Regions from separate parts of the Mus musculus genome. Here region 1 is linked to region 2. A link is a contact called in public promoter capture Hi-C data. All regions are on one chromosome and are shown on one strand. The core of a region is the stretch at or near the end of the contact, and the rest is flanking DNA. Distances in the headings are between cores, read along the strand shown.

Region 1 (3,900 bases), core at 379-2,878, 350 kb after region 2:
AATGGTAGAAATAATTTAGATAAAATTGTCAATAACTGGGAGTACATATTGACGACCAGAGATTGGAGAGAAGGAAATGAATTTTTAATCTTTTATTATTATACGACATTATTGCAAGTTTGGTCTGGTGAGAGAAGCCTGTAATTTCGGCACACAGGAAACAGGGGCTTCAACCCAAAGCCAGCATGGTCTAGAGAGCAAGTTCAAGGCAGGCATACTGGGCTTAGAGAGAGACAGAGAGAAGGAGAGAAAGAGAAAGAGGGAGAGGGAGGGATGGAGGGGGAGACAGAGACACAGAGAGACAGAGACAGACAGAGAAAGAGATGGAGAGAGACAGGCATGCAGACAGACAGACTCAGGGTGGTGGCGAAAAGAGGAGGAAGGGGAAAGAGAATGATTCTTTCAAGCTTAAACATCTGAAAATTGGCTTCGCCTTCTTCACTTTGCTTCTGTCTTCATCGCTAGAGTCTAAAGCATAATGAGGTCATTGCATTGGTTTCTTGCTGACAAGGAGAGTGAGGAGATATTCATTAAGCAAATGGCTCAGAACAAGTACTGAACACCAGGAAAGTGAGCCAGCATTTAACACTGAGTTTTTGTATCTGATCTGGTTCTAATCAGATCTTTGTTTTGTTTTCGTTTTCAAGAAAGGGTTTCTCTGTGTAGCCCTGGCTGTCCTGGAACTCACTCTATAGACCAGGCTGCCCTTGAACTCACAGAGATGCACCTGTCTCTGCCTCCCAAGAGCTGGAATTAAAGGTGTGCCACCTCACCCAGCTTCCACATGATCAGTTTTTAATTATTTCTGGGCTGAGCAAGTTCCTTGTCCTGTAGAAGTGTTGAGATGGGATCGTAATGTCTCTGTATCATTCTTTCTCCAGACTCCAATCATTGGGAGACGGTACGATGAACTCCAGAATTCCTCTGGACGGGATGGGAAGCCTAGGGCCATGGCCGTCACCCGGAGTGCATCCTCTACCTCCTCCGGCTCCAACTCCAATGTCCTTGTTCCTGTGAGCTGGAAAAGACCCCAGTATTCTCAGGTACCACTCCATGTGTGAAACTAATCTCTGCCATTCACCATTGCCCCAATAACGTTGCCAACTAGACCCCGGCCCTTCCAGCAATGGGTCTCACTCATTGACAATCAATCCTTTTATCTGTGGACAGGCCATGGGCTGTTCTGACTCTTGCCTCTTCTCTCATTGGCTCTACCTCTGTTATGGCTTGGGAACAAAATCTGGTCTGGCTTCCCTTTCACATGGCAGCCTTCAGATGTGGAAAGCACTTCTGACCCTTGCCCCCAAACCCATGTCCAAATTTATCCTCCAAACACCATGTCCGATAAAGAGAAGCCAGGGCCACACACTCAAAGAGCCTTCCAGAAATTCTCCTCAGAGCATAAACTTTAAGCATAGTTGACATGAATGTGCCAAACTTTGCAAAGACAGCAGAAGGAACTACCAGAATTCTCTGTGTCTAGTTATCACAGCCTGGGACTGGGTACATCCTGAGGGTAACTGCCGTAGTATTGATGCCCCGTGGCTGTCAGGTAAAATGCCTTGCCTGCATTGTTCTGAAGTATTTTAGTGGCATGTGCCAGACACTCACTGGAAAGTTATTTTAAGTGGAAAAGGAATTTATTACGCCATCCGTGTTAGTATTGTGCAAAAGATTCAAAATACCTGAGGAGTTGGGTTAATAAAGGTTGAATTGGCTCATGAGTCGTGCTGCCCCCTCCAAGAGCCCACTCCCAATAACCTAGCTTCCTCCCGCTAGGCTCCACCTCCTGCGGAGCTGCCCTCTCCCAATAGCACTGCAGGCTGCTGACTAAGCCTCAGCACACGGGCTTTTTATAAAAACTAAAGACCAGGATGGCAAAAGCATTTGTCTTGGCTGTAAGCACAGCTGTGCCCTAGTGCCCAGATGTTAGGATCCAGAGCCTTGAATTCCCTCTCCTTACTGCCCCACCTCCTTCCCTTCCCAAGGTCATGACCCCTGCTGAGACCTTTGATAGCTCTATTCTCAGAGAGACCCTTTTTCTAGGGAGCTGCAGCAAATTCTAATGATTCCAGATTTTTATGGTTTGGGGTTCTGATGATTTCATGCTGGAGACCCAACCTCTTCTGACATCCACAGTAGCCCCAGGAGAGGAGCTTTTGGTTAGATTGATTTGTTTTTTAACTCTGTATGTATGAGTTGCTGTGCCTGCATGTGTGTATCTGTGCACCATATGCATGCATTACCTACAGAAGCCAGGAGAGGGCATCAGATCCCCCTGGAATTGAACTTACAGATAGTTGTGAGCTGCCATGTGGGTGCTGGGAATTGAACCCAGGTCCTCTGCAAGAGTAACAAGTACTCTTAACTGCTAAGCTATCTCTCCAGCCCAGAAGAAGAAACTTGCACAGTGTTTGAAAGTGGCAGCAAAGAGACCTTCCCAGAATAGAAAGCAAGCCTAAGTTATCGGAAGTAGGCCATGTGGGTACTGGGCAAGTCCAATACTGTGTCTGCACACCACACAGCTCACTGTCATCTCCAGCCTGCCACAGAACCTAGTGACACAGCACAGTGGCTGATGGCCACAGTCATGGTGAGGAAGGAGAAGAGGAAAGTTCTGCCCTGTGCCTTGTTGCACTGATTTCAGAATTAGAGAATGAGACTAAGAGCTAGGGAAATATCTGGGAAATCTGCCATCCTTCAGCAGGAATGTCTGCCTGCCTAGCTTTGAAATGACCCCATAGTGACTAATTCTCTAAGTTGGGATGAAAGATGCACTGAGCCAAGTTCCATAAAGAAAATCTTAAGCCAGGAGTAGTGGTGCATGCCTTTAATCCTAGAGGCAGAAGCAGGCAGATCTGTGAGTTCCAGGACAGCCCTGCCTCAAAGAGGAGGGAAGGAGGAGGAAGAAGATCTTAGGGTAAAGAGCACCCTCCAGAACTTTCCATCTAACAAAGCAAAATCAGATAAAAGGGATCCACATGATTGCTTTGTGACCGGTTCTTAAGTACATTAACAACTCTAGGTTCACGTTATCTCTTGATTCTAGGAGAGACTCCATACATAAGAGGAAAAGAAACTTTTTGAAGAAAACCAAAGGGATTTAAATCTACTCAGTTTTAACTCTACCATGCTTTATGAGTAACTGAGAGCTTTCAGTGCACAGACAGTTATCTCACTAGAGCCAGGAAATGCTTGTTCTGTAACAAAATAGATTTATTTCTGATGGACGGAAAGCCAAGCCTTCCTGAAACCAAAAGCTCTTCCACACAGGAAGAGATCTCAAGGGAACTCTTGGATGGGTATGGAAAGGTCTAGAACTTGATTTTCATAGAGCACACATACTCCCTAAATAACAGGTCTGCCCTATATGGTTCACAGTCACTTTAAAATAAACAAATAATATTCATTTTATTATTGTGAGCTGAAGAGATGGCTCAGCAGTTAAGAGCACCGGTTGCTACAGGGGCCCTGGATTCCCATGCACCCACGTGTCAGCTCAGAACCATCTGGCGCCCTCTGCTGGCCTCTTCAACCATCGCACACATGTGGTGCACATACATACATGCAGACAAAACCCTTTTACCCACAAAATAAAAATTGTTTAATAAATAAATAAAAAGAGGGTCCTCCTCTGTGCTAAGAGCTTTTGCCTGGAGGGCCTGCCTCTGTGCTAAGAGCATTTGCCTGGCATGCATTGCACCCTAGATTTTACTCCTCAGTACCACAAAAAATTTTTTTTCATTTTTTAAAACTTTATTTACTTGAGGGATTATCTTTACCAGCTGAGCCATCTAGTCAGCCCAAATAGGGGTTTACGTAACTATACTGTATAGTTTTACATCATCAGAGAGGAAGGAACCTAATCAAGAGAATGCATCAGGAAGATCAGGCTACAAA
Region 2 (3,716 bases), core at 1,009-3,508:
ATGCTTATGTATGAGTTTCTACATGAGTGTATTGCACATGGGTGCAGGTGCCCATGCAGCCAGAAGAAGGCGTTGGATCCCGACATCCAGCTGTGGGCCCAGTGTGGGTGCTGGGAACTGAACGTGATCCCTCGGGTAGAGCAGGAAGCTCTCTCAAACAGTGAGCTGTTTCTATAACTCCTACAAATGTGCTCTTTGTCAGCCAATAAGTTAAAAAAGTTGGACAAAAGGTTTGATTGTAGCATAATAATGTTTTTAAGAAAGTGAATTCCTCTATCGGGTCTGAGATGGCTCATCAGCAGGTAAGAGCACCGGCTGCTCTTCCAGAGGACCTGGGTTTTGTTCCCAGAACCCACAGAGGGCAGATCATAAAGTTGATACTCAGCTCCAGGGCTCCATGTTTGGAGAGTGTAATTCTAAAAGCTTAAGAATTGGAACCTTAGAGCTCCATTCTTCCTCCCTTGAGGAAATGCCTCCATGAGATCCAGGTGCAAGGCAGTTTCTCAATTAGTGATCAAGGTGGGAGGGCCCATTGTGGGCGGTGCCATCCCTGGCCTGGTAGTCTTGGATTCTATCAGAGAGCAAGCTGAGCAAGCCGGGGAAAGCAAGCCAGTAAACATGGAAACATCCCTCCATGGCCTCTGCATCAGGTCCTGCTTCCTGACCTGCCTGAGTTCCAGTCCTGACTTCCTGTGGTGATGAACAGCAAGGTGGAAAGTGTAAGCTGAGTAAACCCTTTCCTCCCCCCCCCCCCAAAAAAGCCGTCCATTCTTATAGCTGGGTATGGTGGTTCATAGTTATAATTCTAGACTTGGGGCATCTGAGGCAGGAGAATTACAAGCTCACAACTAACATGGGCTGCTAGCAAAACCCTGACTCAAAGAAACAACTGTTTACATACAGAGCTGCACACTCCCCACAGCAGGGCATGTGGGCTGTGGATCACTCACATGTGTTGGATCAAATCCCCGACAAGATAATGACTAACAGAGGGGCTACCAGGGAGGCACTGGAGAAGATGCTCTCGTTCACACTGAAACATCCAGAATGAGACCACCCAGATCAGTCCAGAATAGGAGCATGGCACCCCACACCCAGCATGAGTGAGAGGGGTTTTATGAATTTAAAAGGTGCAAGGTGTCCGTGCTTAACCAAATGTCTCCATAAGTCTAACTAACTTCTGCCTTCTCTCCTCATCCTCACCATCTGACCTCTGAGCCTCTCTCTGCACTCCCACAGCCGTGCTTTGGTTCCTTGGAGTAAAGGTTTCCTTCCCCTGAACTTTCTGAATACTAGGACCATTTCTTCCTTGTGTTAGATCCATCACACTTAGGCCAGAAAGAACACTTCCATCCATGCTCTCTGAAGGGGAAGAATGGAATGGCTCATAGTGGCGGCTAAATCAAATAAAACCAATATTCCAGAAGAAAAGTATATTTCTGTGTCTAGAAATATGAGGAAATTGTGTAACACTGTAAAAACAGACATCCATGCAGGAAGAAATAGTAGCATAATATGATTGCTATGTATGGAGATCATAATGGAGGATATGATGTGTGTGTGTGTGTGTGTGTGTGTGTGTGAGACAGAGAGTGTATGCACACGTGTGCATGTGTGTGTGTGTATATGCATGTGTGTGTGAGCAAGTATGTGTATGTGAGTGTGTGTGCATGCATGTATGTGTGAGAGAGTGTATGCACACGTGTGCATGTGTGCGTATGTGTATGTGAGAGTGTATATGTGTGTGTGCATGAATATGTGTGTGTGAGTGTGTGTGTGTGTGTACATATTAAGGTCCAAAAAAAGCACATCAGTATTGTATTAAAGTAGTGGGCTTATGGATGTTTTAATTTCCTTGTTTAAATTCCTTTCAAAAGTGCTGTAATTTAGTTTGTGCAATGATAATCATGTCAGAAAACAAAAAGAAAGCAAGCCTACATCTGTGGCTTTCCAAGCACCCAGTTGGCTCCAGAGTCATCCTGGTGAGACCCTGCAGTGATCTAGGATAGGATTAGTTGGGATAGAACTGCTAAACACATCCATCCAGAGAGCAAAGATTTCCCAGAAAGCTGGGCTTCATTCGCCAAAACGCAACTGTCCAGTTACATCTGCAAGTGTCTGTGAATACAGCATTTAACATTAAGTTAGGATACGGTCTAAGCTTGCCAGCAGTTAAGGAGCGTCTTGTGGAAGCGCACCCGGAGCCTGTGGAAGGGTTGCTGCAACCCATGGGACACGCAGAACCCTTGTACACGTGCCTTGTGGGTGACTCATTGACATCTGTCCTTTTCGCAAGCCAGGATTGCCAACGGGCAGTCTATCACTGAAATAGACAGCATGACAGTTTCCTATTTTTGTTTTTGGACCAGGATACCTTCAAAAAATATACCAGAGGAAAATTAAAAAACAACCTCTTCAACAAATGGCGCTGGGGAAACCAGAATCCTTGTGTAGAAGAGCGAAACTAGATAATTGTAGATTTGACCTACTGCTATTACTCCAAAAAATATTTTTAAATTTTATTTTATTTTATGTGTGTGAGTGGCTTGATCACATGTGTGTCACATGCATGCCTGGTTTTGTGGAGGCCACAAGAGTGTGGGGAATCCCTGAAGCTGGGGTTACACACATTTGGGAGCAGTCATATGGGTGCTGGGAACCAAACCCTGCTTCTCTACAAAAGCAGCCAGTGCTCTTCACTGCTGAGCCTTCTCTGCAGCCTCCGACTTCCACCCATTTTAATGGTACCTTTCATCTTTCCAAACCACGAACATATATGCCTTGATGGTGTTTCCCACAAAGATACCTGCTTCAGCCTCAACCCCTGGCACCTGCAATTGTAAGCTTATTGGAAATAATGTCCTTGCACAAGTAATCAAAGTGATATAAGAACATTAGGTTGGCCACTATGGCAGATGAACACATGGAGAGGGAACATGGACAGACATGGCTACAGGCGGAATTTGGCCTGCAAAGACGACGGCAGTGACTATAGTGGTGCTGCTACAAGTCAGTGAATGCATGCAGCTACTACAATACCAAATGAGCCTTCTTTCCAAGTTCTTGAGAAGGGGCACAGACTGCCAACACCAAGACTTCAGACTTGCAGCTCCCATCACTTTGGGAGGATGAATTTTTCACCCTGGGTTGGAAAAAGGAGACACAATCAAGGCACTAAGTCAAAGGAGACCAAGTTGGGGTGCTGAACCTGGGATGTATTAATTACTCTTCAAACTCAGATCAGAAGAGTCAGCAATGTCAGTACTGACTAAGCAAACCTCATGAAAATCAAGATCCTGGGCCCCTCCCCAAAGCCCTGGGATACAGGTGATAGATTCGGGGGTCACAGTCTTGAGGGTGAACGCTCATACACAGAAAATAAAAATAAAAAGCAATTCCTTTAAGAAAGAATATTAAATTGAGTGGCTTGCTTGTGGATTCTGCATAGCTACAGGTCAGTGTCTTCGTAGGTAGCTGCTGGGAATATTGCCTGATATGGAAGTAAAACAGAAGTTAATGGTATTTCCTTTACTTGATGTCATTGGGAAGAAAACAGGAGCTTTTAGAAATGAGCTGAGCATCATTATCCAATGACAATATAGTAAATTCATTTTCTAGGGACAATGAGACGATGTTCTAGACTCAGAAAAGCAAACACCACATGTCCTCTCTCATTTGTAGGTTTCGCCTTCTATCTCTTTAATACGTATGCCTGG

The links. Capture Hi-C pulls out chosen DNA fragments and counts their contacts.
Region 1: a promoter capture Hi-C map of adipose tissue shows a contact between it and region 2. The contact joins two enhancer-like sites. A contact is called at or near these places in 8 of 39 promoter capture datasets (the C10 cell line, the HPC-7 cell line, HPC-7-derived erythroid cells and 4 more), 1 of 484 Hi-C or Micro-C datasets (pro-B cells), 2 of 115 datasets of contacts at active chromatin or transcription factors (T-cell acute lymphoblastic leukemia and embryonic stem cells) and 1 of 9 other capture datasets (adipose tissue).

What each region holds. Positions count from the first base shown.
Region 1 is chr5:150,450,178-150,454,077 of GRCm38.p6, forward strand. It overlaps Fry (FRY microtubule binding protein), which reads left to right. Exons shown (of 61, transcript NM_172887.2): 49 at 882-1,043. Among named protein-coding and RNA genes, the nearest start is that of Gm36299, 45 kb to the left of the region's middle. Within about 2 kb of position 1,629, at least 13 of the 459 cell types and tissues checked have an H3K27ac peak or open chromatin away from gene starts, as enhancers often do. A contact at or near this core is called in adipose tissue, where this site is marked.
Region 2 is chr5:150,099,738-150,103,453 of GRCm38.p6, forward strand. No RefSeq gene overlaps it. Among named protein-coding and RNA genes, the nearest start is that of Gm52797, 30 kb to the right of the region's middle. Within about 2 kb of position 2,259, at least 5 of the 459 cell types and tissues checked have an H3K27ac peak or open chromatin away from gene starts, as enhancers often do. A contact at or near this core is called in adipose tissue, where this site is marked.